Linked DNA regions of Mus musculus: all the other regions are linked to region 3. Evidence: chromatin contacts called from public Hi-C and promoter capture Hi-C data. All regions are on one chromosome and are shown on one strand. Each heading gives the region's core, a stretch centred on a gene start, on an enhancer-like site or on the middle of the called end of the contact. The rest is flanking DNA. Distances are from core to core; before and after follow the strand shown.

Evidence for each region. Promoter capture Hi-C pulls out the DNA fragments that hold promoters and counts their contacts. A called contact is a pair of places that touch in the nucleus more often than the background predicts.
Region 1: a contact with region 3 is called in a promoter capture Hi-C map of erythroid cells, with 10 times the contacts expected there. The contact joins the promoter of Alkbh8 here to the promoter of Dcun1d5 in region 3. A contact is called at or near these places in 2 of 39 promoter capture datasets (erythroid cells and pre-B cells).
Region 2: a contact with region 3 is called in a Hi-C map of CD4 T cells, with 4 times the contacts expected there. The contact joins the promoter of Cwf19l2 here to the promoter of Dcun1d5 in region 3. A contact is called at or near these places in 1 of 39 promoter capture datasets (pre-B cells) and 1 of 484 Hi-C or Micro-C datasets (CD4 T cells).

Annotation. Positions count from the first base shown.
Region 1 is chr9:3,333,457-3,336,592 of GRCm38.p6, forward strand. It overlaps Alkbh8 (alkB homolog 8, tRNA methyltransferase), which reads left to right and starts at 1,775. Exons shown (of 12, transcript NM_026303.1): 1 at 1,775-1,794.
Region 2 is chr9:3,402,460-3,405,655 of GRCm38.p6, forward strand. It overlaps Cwf19l2 (CWF19-like 2, cell cycle control (S. pombe)), which reads left to right and starts at 1,626. Exons shown (of 18, transcript NM_027545.2): 1 at 1,626-1,731. The coding sequence starts at 1,639.
Region 3 is chr9:7,182,817-7,185,844 of GRCm38.p6, forward strand. It overlaps Dcun1d5 (DCN1, defective in cullin neddylation 1, domain containing 5 (S. cerevisiae)), which reads left to right and starts at 1,689. Exons shown (of 8, transcript NM_029775.3): 1 at 1,689-2,066. The coding sequence starts at 1,981.

The DNA.
Region 1 (3,136 bases), core at 525-3,024, 3.8 Mb before region 3:
TCTAGAATTTATAGCCAAAATGGGTAGGTGGCAAAAGTCAGCAGAAAGAAATTATCCCTACAGACCTTAAGAGATTCAAATAGTCAGCATAATTTAGAGAGACCAGCTACCTTTAAAAGAAACTAATTTGTGTTATTTCTGTGGTGGTTTCTGCACCGGATGAAAAACAAATGAGAACATGACTATGTTGAAGGATATTTAATCATACTGTGTGTACCTTGAGATTATGTGATTTACTGGAAATTTTTTGTTGTGGTGGTGGTGGTGTGGCTCAGTCTTAGCACATACTTTTAATGCAAGAGCTTTCTGTCTGAGTAGTGTAAACAGGATTAAATAAAGTCAAGAGTTAGAGAAAGCAACCACTTGACAAGAAATGACTATAGAATTATTGAGAAAAGAACCAAAGAGAGTAAGAGTATGTCAGAAGGATGGATAGAGAGACACACAGGAAGTAAGAAGGAAGAAAATTCAGTTTAAAAAAGATTTTTTTTAAGGTGGGCATTTTTTAAGGGGTATTCCTTCTGGGACATTGGCTGAGGAGGAAGGTCAACTGGGTACTTTCTCTGCCTCGCAGAGCTAGCAGGCTTTCTTCCCAGCATCTGGTTCCCAAGTCTTCATAGGAAAAATCAAACAACATGACTGCCCCAAGGTATGTTTTGAAGAGGAGGTTTATTGTAGATATGAGGGAGAGAATAGCCAGAAACATCTGGAAGTGTTTATACTGAACATGGCCAACAGACAGAGCTTGGCTTTGGGGGGTTGGGAGGGGGTAAGAGAGAAGAGAGGGATGCAAGTGTACCAAGAAAGAGCCAGGAGTAGAACCAGATAGGAGCCAATAGGCCAAGAGACCCAGTGTCCAAAATAGCTATGTTATATGGAGATCAATAAGTCGGGAAGGGAAGAAGCAGAAAGTTAGTCCCTGAGATGGAAAGGTTTAGGGGAAGGGGAGAGGTGAGCAGTGCTGGGAGGAGCAACAGGTACTGAGTAATGTTGCAGAGAGCTGCAAGTATTTGCATTGATGTTTTAGTAGGCACTTCAGTCAGTGATTTGTCCCTCTTTCTTTGAGGCCTAACAATGTGGAGTTGAGTAAATACTACAAATTAAAAACAATACTGTTACTGTTTTTTTGTCATGAGTCAATCTCATAATAGGGATATAATTATTGTCTTTAATTTTTCTGCCATTTAAACTTTACTTTGAAATATCTTTCCTGAAGTAGATCCAGTTTCTTCTGTTTTAGAGTTTCTACTCTTTCTGGTTTTTTAGATTATATTATAATTTACTCATTGCATTTCCTACCTCCAAACCCTCTCCTATACCCATCGTCCTTGCTCTTTCAAATTCATCACCTCTTTTATTATTAATTGTACATACATACATTAATACAAATTGTACAATGTTTCTTGTATTTAAGTGTTTTCAGGCTGATCATTCATTGTTGGATAAACAATTGGCGTGCTCTTCCCTGGAGAAAAGTATTTCTCTTGCTCTCAGAATTCCTTATTTGCATATTGTTCTTTGTGTAGGGTTTAGACGTTCTCGACTCTTTGCCTGACCACACAAACACAACCGTTTTCATTGTCTTTGTTCAGTTCAGTATAGGCAGTCACACTAGAGAGACTTTATGGGTGTGGCTTCTGATGTTCCCAGGAGACACAATTCACAGTAAACTTCCGTTTCTCCACCTCCATTTTCTCTGCAGTGTTCTAAGCCTGAGGTATAGGAGTTGTGCTGTAGATGTCAGTTGAGACTGAACTCTACAGCTCTGCATTTCGATTGGTGTGGTTTACACAGGTAAGTTCCCTTAAGACTACAGTTATTTGTGAGTATAAGATCAAATGTTTAGCATTTAGTAACGTGATAGTTGTAGGTCCTATTCCAACGATTACTATTCACCCAAATAAAGCAGCCAAATTTTCTGTTTCAAGCAGCAGTTTACAGACATTTGGCGGAGAAAGGGTCAACAAAGAATTTGAGTCCCGAAGGGGGTTGTGGTAGCCCCAGGGACTCATGGGAAATGTAGTACTATTGTCTGCAACATGGCGGCGTCCGGTTGAAAGGGTGTCAGAGCATAGGTGGTCAGGCTGCACCGGGGAAGGCTGGCGATTGACAAAGCAGCTGGGAGGTGAACATTTCTGGTGAGGAGAGAGAAAAGTGTACGCCACCTGATTGGGGCCTGGGGATATGGAGGATCGCAAATCCTGGCTTACTCCTTTCAGCTCCCTGTCTGCTCTGTCCTGACCAGCATGGGCCGACTCAGACCGCGAAGAGTGCAGTTTATGGGTTGGGGAGGTAAGGCCGTTGGGAACCCTGGTAGGATCTAATGTCCTTATGTTTGGCATATGATGGATGCCTAGCGGTGTCTGTATTAGCTGCCATAGGGGTTGAAGACCAACCCTTGCTTTTAGTCGTTTTTCAGCAAGCATCAATTCTGTGAAGCACGGATATGCAAGGCACTCTTGGCCCACATCTGCCTTATATTTTTTTCTTGATCAGTCCTTCTGCTTCTGGGGTCAAGTAGTGTCAGACTGTGGTTTTGATGATTTCGTTTAACGTTTGTCTCTAGCTGTTTAGCAGGTACCCAAGATTGTAGACGAGAGTTTCTGACTCCAACACATGCAGATAATTGGGATACTCACTCGGTGGGTGTTACGGAAATCGCTGAAGATGGCTGCCAAAATTAGAATTACGGAGTTTAATAGCTAAAATGGCAAATTCTGCTTAGGTTTATTTAAATATGTATATTTAATGAGTCGCTACTACATATCACATCCTGTTTAAGTGCTGTGTACTACCCGGTGAATAATACAGACAAAATCACTACTTCATGTACTTAACTTTCTATTCACTTACAGAAGATAACAAACAATGAGTGTAAGAAAAAATAGAGTGTGTAATTCAGAAACGGTAATTTTTTTCTAAGTCTTAATGTTTAACTCTGCTTTCTTTTTAAATAGATAATGTAATTTGGATAGCTTATTAATTCAAAAGACATGTATCACCTGCATGTGTATCTATATACCACCTACATGCCAGAAGAAGGAGTGAGATCTGGAACTGGAGTTGTGAATGGTTTGAATTACTATGTGGGTGCTAGGACTTGAACCCGGGTCCTCTGGAAGAGCAGCTAGTACAT
Region 2 (3,196 bases), core at 376-2,875, 3.8 Mb before region 3:
ATGAATGTGGATACAGTCTGCTCCTCACTATTAGCCAGGGTATGACTGTCTACTCTACCTTAGATATAACAATATCAGTCCGTCCTCTCATCACCATTGTATCTTTGGATGAGAAGATAAGAGAGAAAGAAACAAAATCTGGTTATTAGTTTCTTGATATTTTTATTTCTTTTGACTCTTTTTGGTACAAGGACTCATGAGTATTGCTTCTCAACAACAACAACAACAACAACAACAACAACAACAACAAAAGAAATTTCAAAGCTCTCCCTACGGAGAAGCAAGGTTTTCGAAAATCATCAGTGCGTTTAGCCTTCAATATTTCATGGCAAGTCTTTTTGAGTGCCTTTGGTAATGCGTGGGCAGGTATATTAGCCCTTCCTATCAACTCTGAATTGGCTGGTTATCCTTGCTTCAGATGCACAAACTGGAGTGCTGCCTCACAAACATAATGAATCAAATAAAGGGGTTGTAACCATTCAAGTTTGTCATCTTAAATTTGCTGAGTTGATATGGGCAAAAGGAGATAGAAATGGCTTATTTCAACTTTCCTGTTTCTATCCTAGTGGGCGAATCAAATGAAGCACAGATGGGGCTAGTCTTTTGATACAGAGACTTAATTATGCAAGATGCAATAAATACAACAGAGGTCACTGTTTTTTCTTTATGAGAGATAACCACACAACCAAGGCATCTTTCTTCTGGGTGATGAGGACTCTTCCTGCACCCAGGCTTGTGCAACACCAAGTCTTGACCTCCAAATAATTAAGAATTATTTATTTATTTATTTATTTATTTATTTAATGAGTGTTATGTCATCATGTAGTTGCAATGCCTGTGGAGGCCAGAAGAGGGAGATCTCCTGGAAATGGAGCTAGAGATGGTTTTGATGATCCCTGTGAGTTCCTGGATGTGGCCTTAGGTCCTTTGCAAGAACAGTTAGCACCTAAATCACTGACCCATCTCTCTACCCCAGTTTTAAATATATTTCAAGACACCCATCAAAGAAAAATACTGAACTTTTTTTTTTAATTACTTATTTTACTTATATGAGTACATTGTCACTGTTTTCAGACACACCAGAAGAGGGCGTTCAATCCCATTACAGAGGGTTGTGAGCCACCACGTGGTTCCTGGGAATTGAACTCAGGACATCTGGAAGAGCAGTCAGTGCTCTTAACCACTGAGTCATCTCTCCAGCCCCTATACTGATTCTTAAGAGCAATTTTTGTTTTTCCCTTTTCCCCCCACGTTCTGACTTTCTGATCAGGTTCCCTTCAGGTTGATGCACAGTCACAGGAAGTCAGGCAAGAAGGGGGAAGTAAGTAACTTCTAGCTTACTGGAGTGTTTTAAGAGTCCTATTGAGAAATGAGTTAATATATCGCAGGGCTCATAATAACGCATGTTTATATTAACTCAGCGCTTAGCGAACCTAGTACATCTGAAAGATCAACTCTCCAGCAGGCTACAAGTTTCCGCTGAACCTTTCACAGGCGAAACATTCGGAACTGCGCCTGCTCTGTTGGCATAGTAACGCCCCTTCCCTACTATTTTGAAATGCAGATTCGGTTTCTAAATTACGACAGTCGTAAACCGAGGTTTCCCGACGGCGTCCTTGCTTTTCGACGGCAACAACTATGGAGGCGTTTAGTGTAAGATTTGAAAGTGCTAGCAGTATCGAAGAGCGAAAAGAACAGACCCGTAATGCCAGGGCCGAGGTGTTACGCCAGGTATCCCGGCTTTGGAGAATTTTCTTTCTTCCTTTTTAAAACTGGGGTTGTACTAAGGGCTTCTGCATGCTAGGTAATCGCTTTCCGAGATTTAGTTCTTGAAATACTTTCGTTTTATAAATCTTACGGTTTCGGAATGTTATTTAAAAGTTGTAGGACTTGAGAATCCTGGGAGATAGTCCACTCACTTCTCTCGTTACTTCGGTATCTCACCTTGTCTGATTTTGGTCTTTTTCCAATGCAGTTGTCTTCTAAACGCTCGGACCGGCTCCATTTGCTATTTCTCTCCGCAAAAAGATTGATTGGTTTCCTTCCAGTTTCCTTAGTTTTTAAGCACTCTTGATATTTCAGCCGCCTGGATTGCTCAGTTTCTGTGTCCAGTGTCACATCCGAGGACTCTTCTTACCAGTTAATTCGAAGCATGAGTCATTGCCCCGGCTTATTGGAAGTAGGACACATTTGAATACGTTGGTGTTTCCTCCACGTTTTCCTTTCAACTCCAGGCTTAGGCCAGCCTTTACTGATTGAAACACTGTTTTAGCATAAGAGACTCAGAATATGTGCTCCCCGACCCCAGGTTTTGGAAACAGAATTCTCATTAACATTGAAATGTATGGAGTTTATAAAAACGGAAGAAGTAAATTATTGAACAGTTATTGACAGTTATTCCTGATTAATTGTGACAGTGAAAAAGATGAATTTGTAGTTGAACAACGGAATGTTCCGTGACTATGTTTTGGGTTTTTTGTTTTATGATAAAAGAATTTTAAATAAGTTTAAATGCATATAGAGAGTAGAAAATAAATAGGAAGAATGAGTAATGCCTTCCTTCAGTCACATTTTAAGGGGATGGGTGGGCAGTTAGTCTTGGTCAGATAAAGCATCATGAATATTGGCTGATTTCAAAATAGATATAATGAATAATCATAATGACTGTCTGTTTGATATTTCAAACAGTTTTTGGAAGAAACTCTTTGTCAGCTGTGAAGAATTTTAGACAAATCTACATACAGTTTGATAAGGACCAAAGTCAGCTTAGGAATTTTGACAGATGGATGAGAAAGCAGAAGAAACTTCTTGCATTGTATTACTATTGTTGACTGCTGACTAGAAATTAGCCATATGGTTCTTTCTTTTTAAGAGGATAACTTTTCTGAGTCAATTGTATTGGCACTGTCTATTTTGAAGGCATGGAAAAAGGTCAGATTTATAACTTTTGGGAAAGTCTAAAGAACTAGCCACAGTGACAATGAAGGTTAAAGTGATTCCAAATCCTATTTGAGACAGAGAGAAAAGAGGATATATGTTAGTCTTGTACTGAATACTGTGTGTGATTTGTACCCAAATTTAGTGAAGATTGGTAGTCCCAAAGGAAAGCTATTAATAACTTCCTTTTATTAATCATTTTGTTTATCTTTCAAATGTTATTCCCCTTCCCAGTCTCCTCTTCACAAATCCTTCCACC
Region 3 (3,028 bases), core at 439-2,938:
TTTGAAAAAACAACAGTAACTTTTGGAAAGGAAAACAAATGGATTCAGTACAACAATCACATGGGCAACCCATAAATTCTTTTGTGCCTCCAGTGCTTGCTTATTTTTGACAAGTGTAGAAAAGTCCTATTTTTAAAGCTGTAAGGAAAAATATAAACTATACTGAATATGAATATATATATATATATATATATATATATATATATATACTTAGCACATCTCTGGGACTATTTTTGGCTACATTAATTCAGATATAACTATTTTAAAAGTTCTGTTTTCCATTTCTTCATTCTACAATCCTTAAACCTAAGAAATATGCAAATCATCAAACTGTCAAATGAATAGACCTGTTTCAGCCTTGTGTGCTTAATCTGTTTATGTTGTGCCACTCTACTAACAGACGGCTAAAATGCATTTTTAAGATTTTTCTTCATAAAGTTGATGAGTACCTTAGGATCTAAACCAGAATACCCTTTTGTTTTAATACTACTTCCTTTCCTTTCCTTCTTGTGACTTAGTCAAAGAAAATTAGACCACATAACAAAGAACTCAGCACCCTCATAGCTTCTCATTATTTACTATATAGAAAATCAAGAACTATCACGAGCAGCAGAAAAAATTAAATCACATAACTAGGTGCTTTTCTGTACACAGACATAATGTCCCTTCCCAAGTCTCACAACCTGAGTTCCACCTCAAGAGTGACAAGATTGATGGAGAAAATGAACTTTCAAGTTGTCATCCCAGCACTGGCACACAAGTGCCCCCACAATAAATACATATATAAAACAAACAAACAAAAAAAAAACCCTTCATCTTTCAGTTGTCTACTTCCTGTAGGGAGTTCTGTTTTAGAGCTTACATTTTATAATTTTCATGTAAAAACAATGTTTCGTGCATTGTTTATAATAGAGTCGAATGGGTTATAGGTTTGAACATTATGTTCACTGTTAAAAAAACATTAACTATATGCACCAAACATTGAAGTGTCCTCTCTCAGGAAACTTGTGAATTCCAGGGCATATTATGTATCCAGGACTCATTACAACAACCGGTTTTTTTCTTTCTCCTTGACTAGATTAGGGTCCCACGATGCAGTCACAGAACCACAGGGATAGAATTTAAAGAAACAGTCTTCTGTCACAGTTGGGTTACAAACATGGACTTCATTCACTAAGAATCTTCTATGAGATAATTTTACCTAGCAAACCTTTCTTATAAGCAGTATTTCCATTAGAAGTGACGTGATTACTGTTTCTTGAGAGCAGCCCATTAGAACAGTTCCCCAAATCCTCTGTAATAAGTCAGTCCGTTTCCCAGTCTCTTATCCAAGAGGAGAGTTCCTCAGAAGTAAAACATGGAGGCGTTGCCTCAGCACAGGAGGAAGCCATAAACTGACCCTGAGCATGAGGGAGAAAAGGACAAGGAGCGCGAGAAGTTGATCTCAGGCCCACCAAGAACACCCGAAAAAACTGGAGCGGTTGCACGTCAGGAGTGGGCACACTCACGCATGGCTCCTCACCAGATTACTTCGCTCGCCAGCTGTGGAGCGTTTATGATTTCTAGAAAGGACTTCCCGCTGGAAACCCGCCAGAAAATCTCCGGAGATTCAGGCTCCACCTGCAGAGACAAAAAATCCCAAAGTAGAGAGACCGCTCCAGGCCCTGCGAGCTTCCTTTCTACGTCACTTCCGGTCCAGAGCCATCCGCTTCCGGGTCAGGCTAAGCCGCCTGCTCTTCGCTGCTACTGTAGGTGCCGCGCTGTCGGCGTTCGCTGCTCCTGGAAAAGCCCGAGCCGCGACACCGCCGGCCTTAGCGCTGCGCTGCCCGGAACCGCCCCTAAAGAGGAGACCCGGGGCGGGGTCGCGCCTCGGGCCTCCGCTGCGGTCCCCGGCAGGCGGGAGCCGGCGCTGCGGGGCCTGCGGCGGAGCGCGATACCCCTCCCCGGCCGCCCTGTCTACCTTGCCGGGGAAGGCGGAAGATGCCAGTGAAGAAGAAGAGAAAAGCTCCCGGAGTGGCAGCGGCGGTCGCGGAAGACGCGGGCCTCAAAAAGTGTAAAATCCCCAGGTACTGCCTGTCCCCACCCCGCTGGCTCTCTCCTTCCCCCGGGGCCGGACAGGCCGCTAGCCGGGAGGAGAGGGGCGAGCCCTCTCAGGCGAGGCGGTCGGTGAGGCGCCCAGTCTCCGCTCCGCGCGGGACCGAACCGCGTGTTCGCCTGTACGTGCTCTCTGTCGTACTTGGACAAGCTCTGAGATTCGTCCCACTTTGTTGTCTGCGTGCCCAGAGGGTAGGAAACAGACGACCGTACGTATGCATTCTCCATCAAATTTCCCAACCGAGAAGTGAGCGCGGATCTGCCAAGATTCACGGCGTCCTTGTGTCACACTAAATCGAGCAGAATTGGCTTGGTCCCCACATTGTTAAATGTCAGAGTGTGAAAAAAGGAGCAGAGCTTGAAGAGTTTTGACAGCTGCCTTGGGAATGATGGAAAGAAAGCCTTTGCTATAATTGGTCTCCCGAGTTAGCATTTAAAGTGGCCTAACCTGGACGATCCCAGCAGGAGGCCTTTTAAATCGCTGGAGCCTAGGCTTCTGGACGCACCAATGCCTCCACTTCACCTGTACCAGTTCCGTACACTTAATTGGAAAAGGCCCTTGTGGTTTTTGTTTTCTGGCATTAAGACGCTGGTAGCTCTCAACCTCCTTTTAGGCGTTAGCAAGCTATTGTGCTCCATGTTCTCTTAGGGGAAAAGAAAACAAAGCAGAACTGTAAGTTAGAGCCCTTTACTCGCTTTGTGGCATATACTCAATCATCACAGATTCATTCCTCAGAAAGTCATTGCGATTTAGCTTTGAGAAGTGGGCTTCTTCCCATACACTTTGAGTTGTTTTTGTATTAATGGTCGACACTTAAAGTGACAAATACTACCATTACAACAAGACAGCCTGGAACAACAATATCAACTAATCAGTACCCCCAGAACCTATGTCTCTAACTGCATAGGTAGCAGAAGATGGCGTAGTTGGCCA